Regions from separate parts of the Arachis hypogaea genome. Here region 2 is linked to region 1. Evidence: chromatin contacts called from public Hi-C data. All regions are on one chromosome and are shown on one strand. Each heading gives the region's core, a stretch centred on a gene start, on an enhancer-like site or on the middle of the called end of the contact. The rest is flanking DNA. Distances are from core to core; before and after follow the strand shown.

Region 1 (5,668 bases), core at 2,288-4,787:
GCAAGCTAGGCTAGTCCACCAACAACTAGAAAACCAGCACCAATTTGTGTTCCTTCCACCAACAATCCGAATTGCAACCACAGAGTCAATTGCTCTTCTAACCACATAAATACTTATTAAAATATGAGAAAAAAGTTCACCATACTACGGATTTTTGGCAAAACACAGAAATTCAAATAACAGAGGCATTGATACATCATATTGACAAGAACAAAGAAACAAAATAAAGGATTGAACCAAAGAGAAAAAAAAGTGACTAAAATTCAGACGATCATGTGATTAAAATCATGTTCCGTTCGAAGAAATTCTAATTAATAATGGCATGAGCAAGGCTAAGTGCATGTTTGGGCGCTATTATTTTGTTAAAAAAAGATCTTTTTCTTTTTTTATTTTTTAACGTGTTTGGCAAATTTCTAGTAGTAAAAGTAAAAGCACTAGTAAAATAAAAAAAAGATCTTTTTTGAGAAGCTGTAATTTACATCTTTTTTTAAAAGATCTTTTTTCCTTAAAAAAAAGATGTTTTTTATGTAATAAATAAACAAAAAAGTACTTTTATATTGTTATACCCAAACATAATTGATTGATAAAAAGACCTTTTTATATGAGATATCCAAACATAAAATTACTTTTACTTCTCTATAAGATCTTTTAAAAAAAGATAACTCGAAAAAAGATATTTTCTTAGAAGCTCACCCAAACAAGCCCTAAGCATGATAATATTTAACAAAACCATAGCCCCAATTTGCCAATTTGCAATCACGGAGTCAGAAGAGATAGCGGGGTCGAGGAGAGAGCGGGATCTTCTTGATACGGCGATGGACTTGCTACTCTTCAGAAGGTGCAGCGGAGCAGAGCAAAGTAGAGGAAAGCTTCAGGCAAGCAGCAAGTAGTGGTACACGACGGGCTTCGTCTCTCGCAGCTCTGACAAAAGAGAGGAAGCAGAAGAGCCCAGCGTCGCCGTCTTTATCGAATCCAACAAACACAGTGATGATTGGAGCTCGGGAAAAAAAATTTAGGGTTAGAGGGCTTCTTCTTCTTCTCCTCCTTTAGCAGAGAGAAGGAAGAGGAGGGAAGAGACGAAGAACACCAACCTAGATGAACTTCTTTTTTTTATTTTTTTATTTTTTTTCATATGTTTTTGTTTTGTTTTTATAAATTATTTAAAATTTAAAAATATAAATTAAAATTAATTGAATTTTAAATTTTAACTAATTTAAAGATAGTTTAGGTCCCATATAAGAAAATGATATTTAAGTTTTTTTTTGTATAATTATTTAAAAAATATTTTTTATTTTTATTAAATTATAAGAATGTTTTAGTAAAAATAATGATATGGTATGTATTTTTTTTAAAAAAAATAAATGATGACATGGAAATTATAATTCATGTGTCTGTATTTTAATTTGTCTATGTTTTTATTGTATCGGTACGTATAAATTTATTATCGTACCGAAACAAACATCTATTTTTATCTGCATCAATACAAAAATATAAATAAAATGGAGTAATTCAGCATTTAATTTGACTTAAAATTTTAGTTTTGAATAAAGTTCTACAACCAAATAAAATACTTATTAATAAAGTCCAACCAAATTGTTATAATCGTTTTTCACATCATGTGCATGCACTCTTCTTTTTTCGTTATCATTGTTGTTACCATCACTATCACCTCCATCTCCTCTTCTTCTTCCTCCTCCTTTTTTTATTTGAATTCTTCTCATCCTTTCTTTTTTTCCTCCATCATCATCATCATCATTGTTATAATTAGGGTTAAGTTCGATTTTGGTCCCTAACGTAGGGGTCAAAAATTTTTTTTGTCCCTAAGTTTTATTTTTAAACAAAATCGTCCCCAAAGTTGACAGTTGTATTAAAATAGTCCTTTCGCACCAAAAATAAAATTTAATGACAACTCTACCCTTGCGGTTTCTCTCCCTTAATTTTCATTCCCGCGAAGTGCACTCCTGCTCATGAAGTAACTCATAAACTTCCTTGAAACACTTGAAAACGGAAACGTTGGTGTGAAACCCTCAAACGTAGGTGCAAAGAGGGTGTACAGAAAGGATTGTCGCCATTGGGGGGGTTAAGCTTGAGAATCGGTGTACTAAGACATTGGTGAGTGATCTTCATTGTTGCAACAGCTGATTGTTCAGGTACGATTACTTTCCATCCCTCAAGCAATCACGTCAACTGTTCACAACATGTTGGAGGTTTGCATTTCATCACCATGTTGCTCTGTCTGAGCATTTCGGGGTTGAATGCAGGCTTCTGAGTCTGCTGCTATAGCTAAGGTTTGTATATATGTTTGTGAGTAATGTATTCTGCTGTATAACAGGGTTGACTGAGCAGAAGATGGTGTACATAAATGTGAGGGTGCATCATGGGGTGCATTCGGATATGAGGAGGGGGTATTTAAGTACCTGAAGGGTCAAAGTACAATTATCGAGGACATTGACAGCGATCGTTGGTCTTTGTTTGAGGCCTATGAAGAACTAAGGCAGTTTGGGTACTTGCAGGCCAACATTGTTGCGTTGTGGTATAAAGATCCAAGCTTTGATGATTTGGAGACTAGCCTGAAGATGCTGAAGGGTGACGCAGAATCAATCGAAATGTGCAACATTGCTGGGTTATGGGGCTTGGTAGAGTTGTATGTGGTCCACGATGTGGGCGATGCCGAGCCATTTCCAGAAGTGGGTTACGTTGACGTTGGGGGAGTTGCAGAAGAGGAAACAGATGATGGGCTTGGCTTGGTTGTTTTCGAAGGGCACGGGGCTGAGGCAGCAGGGGCCAGTGCCGAACCTATGTGGGGGATGAGTTTCAGGTAGATGGAAGTGAGTCCAATGATTAAGACAGTGAGGATCCTGAGTACATGCCATCTGATGAGGAGGGGGACAGTGCAGGAGAGGTGCACTTCACTAATAGTGATGAGGATTTTGAGGGTGATAGTGGATTTGATGAGGGTAATTCTGTGCCGGAAGAAGCTACTGCTGGCAAGGAAAAAAGTAAAGGTATAAATCAGTTTAGTGATGAGGATGGAGCAGATAGTGATGAGTTGGAGATGGATCACATGATTGGTGGGGATGAGGGGGACGATGACGATGCTGAGAATATGATGCATCAGATCGTGTGGGTCAAAGGTTTTCAGTTCATAAACCTTTGAAGGATATGAGCAGCTACAGGTGGGAGGTAGGGACACTTTATGCATCCAGACAAGAATTTAAGGAGACTGTACTGGCATATGCAGTTCATACAGCTAGGAGCATCAAATTTAAGAAGTGTGATTTGGTCAGAGTTAGAGTTGTTTGTCAGAAGGACTGTCCATTCTGGCTCTATGCACATAGGGTTGGGGATGAATCCACCTGGCAGTTAAGAAGCTTGAACCTCTAACACACCTGCATGCAAATGCACAGAGTTGGGATACTGCACACTAAGTGGGTTGGAGCCCAATTTAAAAAGACGGTAGAGTCTAATCCGAGGATTAAAATAAGGGAGTTACAAGCAAAGGCACACAAGAAGTGAAATGTTATTGTGACCAAGTCCATGGCAGCCAAGTCGAAGCAAGAGGCACTAAGTCAAATTCAGGGTGCATTTAGGGAGCAGTATAGAAGGATTAATGATTACTGTGCGGAGATTCTAAGGGCCAATCCAGGTTCATCTGTTAGCTTGAAAGTGATTAGGAGCCCAGATTTTGCCCAGGAAGTCCAGAACCCCGAATTGATGAACTATTGTGTATTCCAGAGATTGTATGTCTGCTTCAATGCATGCAAGAAGAGCTTCCAACATGTCAGACCCTTTATCAGTTTGGACGGGTGTTTCTTAAAGACTCCTCAGGGTGGTCAGTTACTGACCGTAATAGGAAGAGATCCTAATGACCAGATCCTTCCTATTGTTTATGCGGTGGTTGAAGCTGAGACCAAGGATTCCTGGGTTTGGTTTCTGAGACACTTATCTGATGATCTGGGTGTTGATAAAATTGGAAAGTGTACATTCATGTTGGATCAGCAGAAGGTGAACATTAATTTAAAATTGTTTGTGCATTTTATAACTTATGGTGAAGACTATACTAATTAGTTGGGTTACCTTTCTGATACAGGACTTGTTACCAGCTCTTGAGGAAGTCATTCCTAGGGTGGACAACCGATATTGTGTGAGGCATCTATATAACAACTTCAAGAAGAAATTTCTTGGATTGGAGCTAAAGAATCAAATGTGGAAATGTGCAAAGTCTACGCACTGGAAAGATTGGGAGAAGGAGATGAAGACAATGAGACTTAAGAGTGAGGATGCATTTCGGCACTTGAACAGCATTCCACCCAGGTTCTGGTCCCGTTCTCGCTTTTCATTTCATTCAAAGTGTGACTCCCTTGTTAACAACATGAGTGAGAGTTTTAATGCTGTCATAGTTGAGGCTAGAGAAAAACCAATTGTCACTATGTTAGAGGACATTAGGGTCTATATAATGACTAAATGGGCTGCCAATAGAGCTAGGATTCAAGTGTACCAGGGTAACATTATGCCAACAATATTGAAGAAGCTAGAGAAAAGGGTAAAGCATTCTAGGGATTGGAGGCCATTTTGGTCAGCTGCTAGTAAGTATGAAGTGATGTGCGGGTTAGACAAATTTGTTGTAGATCTGGCTGCTTGTGAGTGTTCCTGTAGGAGGTGGCAGATGAGCGGGCTACCCTGTCCTCATGCCATTAGCTGCATAACATTCAAAGGTTTGAACTTGGAGTCGTTTGTGGATGACCATTACAAAAAGGATGCTTACCTGAGGTGCTACCAGGAAGTGATACATCCTCTAAATGTGTCAGATCTGTGGGAGAGATCCCAGTATGATGATGTCATGCCACCACCATATCGGAAGCCAAGTCACCGGCCAGTCAAGAAGAAGAAGCGAGGACCTGGGGATGATGATAACAGAAGCCAAACTCACCTCTCCCGTAGGGGTCAAACACAGAGGTGTTCTAACTGTGGTGCTTTAGGTCACAAGAAATCAAGTTGCACAAAGCCTAAGAAGAAGGTATCCTTTCTGCTATAATGTTTAGTTTGGTTTATATTAACTTGTGCTAAAAATGTTCCTTTTTTTATTTCTGTCACAAGTCCAACCTGCATCTCAACAAGCTGCCAAGGGTCCAAAGAGAGGTACTAAGGTTGCAAGCTCACAATCCCTTGGCCAAACAGTCCAAAGAGGGAAACTTAGCAAGAAATCATGCTCTCAACCCAGCCCTGCAATAACTCATTCCAACACAGCAACAACTCAGCCCAACAAACTAGTAACCAGGCCCAGAAAATTGGCAGCTAGGCCCACTAATAATGCAACTCAGCCCAAGAGCCAGACCAAAAATGTAGCCGGGCCTGCACCACCTCAGTCCAACCCTAAAGCTCCTTCATCCCAACCTTTGCCTCAAAAGAGCAGTGCATCAGCTTCCTCCACTAGCAAGAAGGACTCACACAGTCAACCAATTCAGAGAAAGAGGTATTTTTTTATTATCCAGACTGGTGCACCTTATATCCCAATGCAGAAACTCAAGCTAATGGCAAAATTGCCTCCTAGTGCATGGGGCAATCTTTAAAGAGGATTAGTTATGTGTTTTAGCTGTTATGCTGTTTCATTAGGTTTGAAACAATGTTATGTTGGTATTTTGTTATTTTCTTATTTTGTTCCATGTGG
Region 2 (5,549 bases), core at 248-2,747, 650 kb after region 1:
AGAAATTGAATTATCTCACATATGGGATACAGAGCTTTGTATTAGCGATCTCTAGAGAGATGGTACTTGGAATTTGGTTGATGTTGCTACCCTGCTATCTGATAACTTCAAGTAGCGCCCTTGAGGCCTTTAATCCGAGTCAGGTTGTTAGTGATATGGTGGGTTAGAGTTGAACCTTTTCAACTTTAAAATTGTACTCTTCTAGTAGTGGTTACACATGGTTAAGTAAGTGCATGTTCGGTTAGGATGAGCATGAGGATTGGTTATGGCTGTGGCAGTTATAAATTTCGAAAAAAAATTAAATTTCTGGTTTGGCTTTTCCTTCATGATGCGGTTCCAAATGCTAAATTTAGATTTAAAAGAAACCTTGCAACTTCCAATCTTTGCCAGAGGTGTCAGTTTGTGCCGAAAACCGTTCTGCATTGTTTTAGGGACCACCGAAAGGCTTGAAACATTTAGAAGAAGTTGAATTTTGATCTGCAGCACTTGGACATGGTTTCTTAGATTAATAAATATAAGAATACTAATGTATTTCTATTTTTTGCTTGCTTGTTGTGGATTTGGAAGGATAGGAATAATAATGTGTTCAATTTCAATGAAGTCTGATCCATTGATAAAGTGGTGAGACTTATCTATGCTTCAAACAATGAGCTTCAGAATATTTTTTCAAGAAGGTTCTTCATGCTGCTCATTCCATGAACTTTACTTGGACGACTCCTCCACAAGATTCGGTTAAGGTAAATTGTAAGTATATTTGATGATAGTAGTAAGGCGTGATTTGACCGTGTTATTTGAAATTCAGATGGTTTATGGTTGAGAGGTTGTATGGGATCTTTCTCTTATGTGTGTGTGCTCAAATGTGAATTATTTGTGATCTGGTAGAGATTACTATTATCGTGGGAGGCTAGTCATAGAGATGCTTTTCAGTGAAATTGATTGCTTGGAGGCCTTTAATTTGATTAGTGATAAAAACATGGGAGCACATTACTTGGACAAGGATATGGTTAGCAAAATTCAGAAGATCTTGAAGTGGAAATAGAGGGCTAGTGTTGATCTTATTCAGTGGACTCCCAACAATATTGTTGACGCCATGACGAGATGTGATGTTATAAACATGACCGCTCAAGTTGAGCTCCTGCAGTCTTAGAAAGAGGTTAGAAATTTTTTTTAAGCCAGACATATCGTAATTTGTTCTAATTTTGTCTTTTACTTTTCTTTAATCTCTTATCACAAAAAAAATATAAAAATTATTTAGGTCTATTATTTTTTTTAATATGCCAACACAACATTAAATGTTTTATAAAATCATTTATTTTGGTATACAAATTAAATCCAACACTAAATTTAAAAATCTATCACTTCACTATATAGACTAAATAATGGTTTAGACTAATATAAGAAGAAAAAGATCTTACTTATTAGCAAAAAATGCAAAATGGCAAATTTGGGGGAAGATACACAACTCATATATAATGGGTGCAGTGCACCAAACAAAGCACGCATATTACACTCTCTCTACACTATACCCACAACCCACTCACTCGCTCGCTCACTCACAGAGCCACAAAGTTGCACACTTTCCCCCCCCCCCCCCCCCCCCCCACCCTTTTTCCCCATTCACCTTTTTATTCACACACATTGCTACTGCTTTTTCTTTCTTTACTTTGCTGATTCCCCAATTCCATTCCCCATTCACACATTTAAATAAATTAAACACCACCACCACCACCACATTAGCCCTTTTCCTCTGCGCGTGAGTGGAACAAAGTACTATAGAACCATTATTAGGGTTTGAAATGTGGAGGGAGAATGGAACACACTGAATCCGATTCTGCTTCTTCCTCACTTCCCAATGGCGGTGGTGACTCCATCACCGCCACCCAACAAGACCCTCAACTTGCTCCTTCTTCCAATCACGGCACCGACGATCCTCAGCCGTCAGATCTCTATCAAACGGCTAAGGATGGTTCACTCTCGGCTGAGCTTCAGAGTAAGCTGGATTTGAAGGGTTTGGAAGGTGTGGGCGAAGAGGGTGGCGAGATTGGGGATAAAGTTTCAAACTTTGGCCAAGTTGGTGGTGGTGTTGATGATGGGGGTGTTACTAATGGTGACGATGAAGTTGTAAATGGTTGTGATGAGGGTTTTAAAGGTGGTGGTGGTGATGGGGATAACTGGGGGTGGGAGACCAATAGTTGGGAAGAGGAGAATGTCAATGTGGGTCTTGTGGATGGTGATTATGATGGGTTAGTTAATGGATATGTTGATGCTGATGGGGGTGATGATGTTGATGGGGATGAGAAGAGGGAAGAGAAAAATGGTGGTGGTAGGGCACAACACCAGTACCCTTGGAGGCCTGATGCTCAGGATTGTGCATTTTATATGAAGACTGGGAATTGCAAATTTGGAATCAATTGCAAGTTCAATCACCCCATTAATAGGAGGAAAAACCAGGTATTCTTGGCCCTTTTTTGTGCGCTTTCTTGAGGTTTTGCAATTTGTTAGATTTCAGGTTTGGCTTAGGACTTGATTATGTACAATGTTGTCTTTTTGGCCCAATTTTGTTTTGAAGTTGTATTAGGTGAGGTGACATGATGTTATCTATTAACAAAAGGATTTCACAGTTTTCACTATGATAAAAATGGAAGAAAAAGTAATACAGTTAAGAGGGAAATAGGGATATGTGATTGAGCATTTAACAAGGCTTTTGGCCTTTCATGACTGCAAACATGTTATATTTTGTTCACATCTTAAAAGTTTTCTCTAAGATGTTTCAAACATACGTGAAGGCTGTTAAAGAGTGGCCAGCAGAAAGAGAGGAAGAGCAAGCAGAGAGATCAGGACAGACAGAATGCAAGGTTATTATCAAAATTATGCTTCTAAACAAATTTCATTGTAAATTTAGAATTTGCACATTCTGTTATTTAATTGAAAACTTAAACTACATATTCTTAATTTTACATAGAAGGTTGTGGATAAGGATAGTTTAAGAAGGTCTGATCTAGCGAATAATTTTGTATGTTATCAATTTTGGTTACCTTCAAATTATTACGTAGCAATATCTTTTGCAAAGAGATATAAAGATGATAAAATTATATGAATTCCTTTTTCTACACTTGCAGTGGACAAGGAAGGACCTTGTTGTTTTTTTTCATTTATTTTTTTTCATGACATTATATTTGTTCTAGTTCTTTCAGTCAAGCCGCATTCCAGGAAGCATGTGATAATGACATTAGTGACAGGGATGATAGTTTCATATGCAAGATAACAATAATAAATTAATAATTATCTTCATAATTTAGCTTGCATACATCAATATGTAATAGTAGTGGATACGAAAACAAATGAACTGGGAAAAAGCAAAAGAAAAAAGGAAAAGCTTTTTGCACTACCCTATCAATTGTTGAGTTAAAATACGAATGAATCTAAGTCAGGCAGCTTCTTTGGCGTGATTAAATGAATAGATTTTGCTCTTCAGACATAGCTTCTTTCTGAAGTTTTTTTTAAAAGATATGTGAAATGTTCTTAATAAATGTTTTTCTTGGTGTTATGGCAGTATTATTTAAGGTCCGGGGGTTGTAAGTTTGGAAAAGATTGTAAATATAACCATACAAAAGGAAAAGATTTAACAACCGAGGAGGTGGCAGAACTCAATTTTCTTGGTCTGCCTATTCGTCTGGTATGTATATATGAAGCTTCTTTCATATACCATCTTTTATCTGTTTTTACAGCTTCCAAAAACAGTTACCTCTGAAATATTATTCTGGTTGATTTAAATGATAGGGAAAGAGAGAATGTCCTTATTACATGCGCACCGGCTCATGTAAGTTTGGAGCAAACTGCAAGTTTAATCATCCTGACCCTACAACTGTTGGAGGTTCTGAATCATCTCCAGGGTATAGTAATGGAGGATCTATTTCATTACATGGTGTATCACAACAGTCTGTGTCAACATGGTCTTCTCCAAGAACAGTAAATGAAACATCTCCTTTTGTGCCAATGATGCTTTCGCCCCCAAGTCCTGATTGGAATGCATATCAGGTATATCCTAAGATTCAATATTAGTAGCCATCTAATAGTGGCTGTTTTATTATACAATAATTTATGCTAGATAGATGATTGACTTTGCCAATGCCCTGTCATGCAATGTTATTAACTTATTGTTATCAGGCTATATATTTATTTCATTTATCTGACTTTATATCATTCTACCGTTGGTTTGAAATACCTTTTATATGGTGAGATATTGTCACCTTGAGTGTTGCAGACATATCAATGCATTAGCAGTGAATGCATACTGGAAAGCTGAATGAGTATTAAGCTATTTGAGGTTCATGAGGCGGACCTTTAGTTGTAAACTTAGAAGTGAATATTCGATTTGTACCTATTACTCTTGACCTGTGAGTTATATAGTGCAATGCACTGAATGCAGTACAGCATGGTCCTTTTTGTTTTCTTTTTTCTCGCCTTCCTAGAGTTAACTATCATGCTGGCTGAACTGTCTGCATCACTCTGACTTGTTTTTGGTTTGTAAAGGCACCTACCTACCTATCTGAGAGGAGTATGCATCCACCTCCACCATATGTCATGAACAATCCAGTGATCGAAACAAATGTTTATATACACCCACAAAAAAGAATTCAAGTTGATGATTTTCCTGAAAGACCTGGTGAACCTGAATGCAGCTACTTCCTGAAAACTGGGGATTGCAAGTTCAAATCCAATTGTAAATTTCACCATCCAAAGAATCGGATAGCAACATTACCTCCATGCAACCTCAATGACAAAGGCCTGCCTCTTAGACCTGTAAGTTGTTGTTATCATCATTTTATGTTAGTTTATACCACTATTTTTCCGCTTGTGTAGAAACTTGAAAATGGTTCTTCTTTCTCAATATTTTTTAACCTATGGTGGGTAAATAAATGTAAGTGCTTTTAAAATTGAATTGACATGGTTGTGTAACCTAGTGATGATCCTGTATCTGGCTTCAAAGATCTAACACCAAGTGACGATGATGGATTAAAGGATTAGTACCTCTAATTTGATAGAGCCATATGCAGTTAGAAGCAATATTTACCTAGTTTCTTTCTATTATGTTTATCATGAAATGCAGGACAAGAATGCGTGCATGCATTACACACGATATGGACTCTGTAAGTTTGGACCGGCTTGTAAGTATGACCACCCCATAAACCCAGTGCCCCCAACTGGTGTTGAAGTTGATGGGATGGGTGGAAATGGAGGTGCTGTTCAGTAACCTCTGTAAGCATCTTTGTCAAGGGACCTTCTTTTTCCTTTGAGCAACTCTTCAATTAGAAGTTGTAGTTTTCTTTATGAACATGATACCCTTCTAAGTTTCTTCCTCTAGTTACAAGCTTTTACGGATTACCAATATATTTATACACATGGCAAACGGATGTTTTTATGTATTTACTAATTTTTTTTTTTTTTTGGACTTGGTATTTACAACTTAAGCATATGTAGTCTCTACTCTCTAGTCTACTTTTTTTTTTTTCTTGTTTGTTTACTCGCTTGGTTTTTTGGTGGGTCTT

What was found. Hi-C and Micro-C count contacts between places; a contact is called where the count stands out from the background.
Region 2: a contact with region 1 is called in a Hi-C map of leaf, with 3 times the contacts expected there. The contact joins the promoter of LOC112722197 here to the promoter of LOC140176135 in region 1. A contact is called at or near these places in 2 of 8 Hi-C or Micro-C datasets (both in leaf).

What each region holds. Positions count from the first base shown.
Region 1 is chr11:65,760,864-65,766,531 of arahy.Tifrunner.gnm2.J5K5, forward strand. It overlaps LOC140176135, which reads left to right and starts at 3,538. Exons shown (of 2, transcript XM_072206022.1): 1 at 3,538-4,005; 2 at 4,091-5,035. The coding sequence starts at 3,538. The coding sequence ends at 5,035.
Region 2 is chr11:66,413,181-66,418,729 of arahy.Tifrunner.gnm2.J5K5, forward strand. LOC112722197 (zinc finger CCCH domain-containing protein 67) reads left to right here and starts at 1,498. Exons shown (of 6, transcript XM_025773170.3): 1 at 1,498-2,451; 2 at 2,787-2,855; 3 at 3,554-3,676; 4 at 3,781-4,038; 5 at 4,534-4,803; 6 at 5,111-5,487. The coding sequence starts at 1,810. The coding sequence ends at 5,254.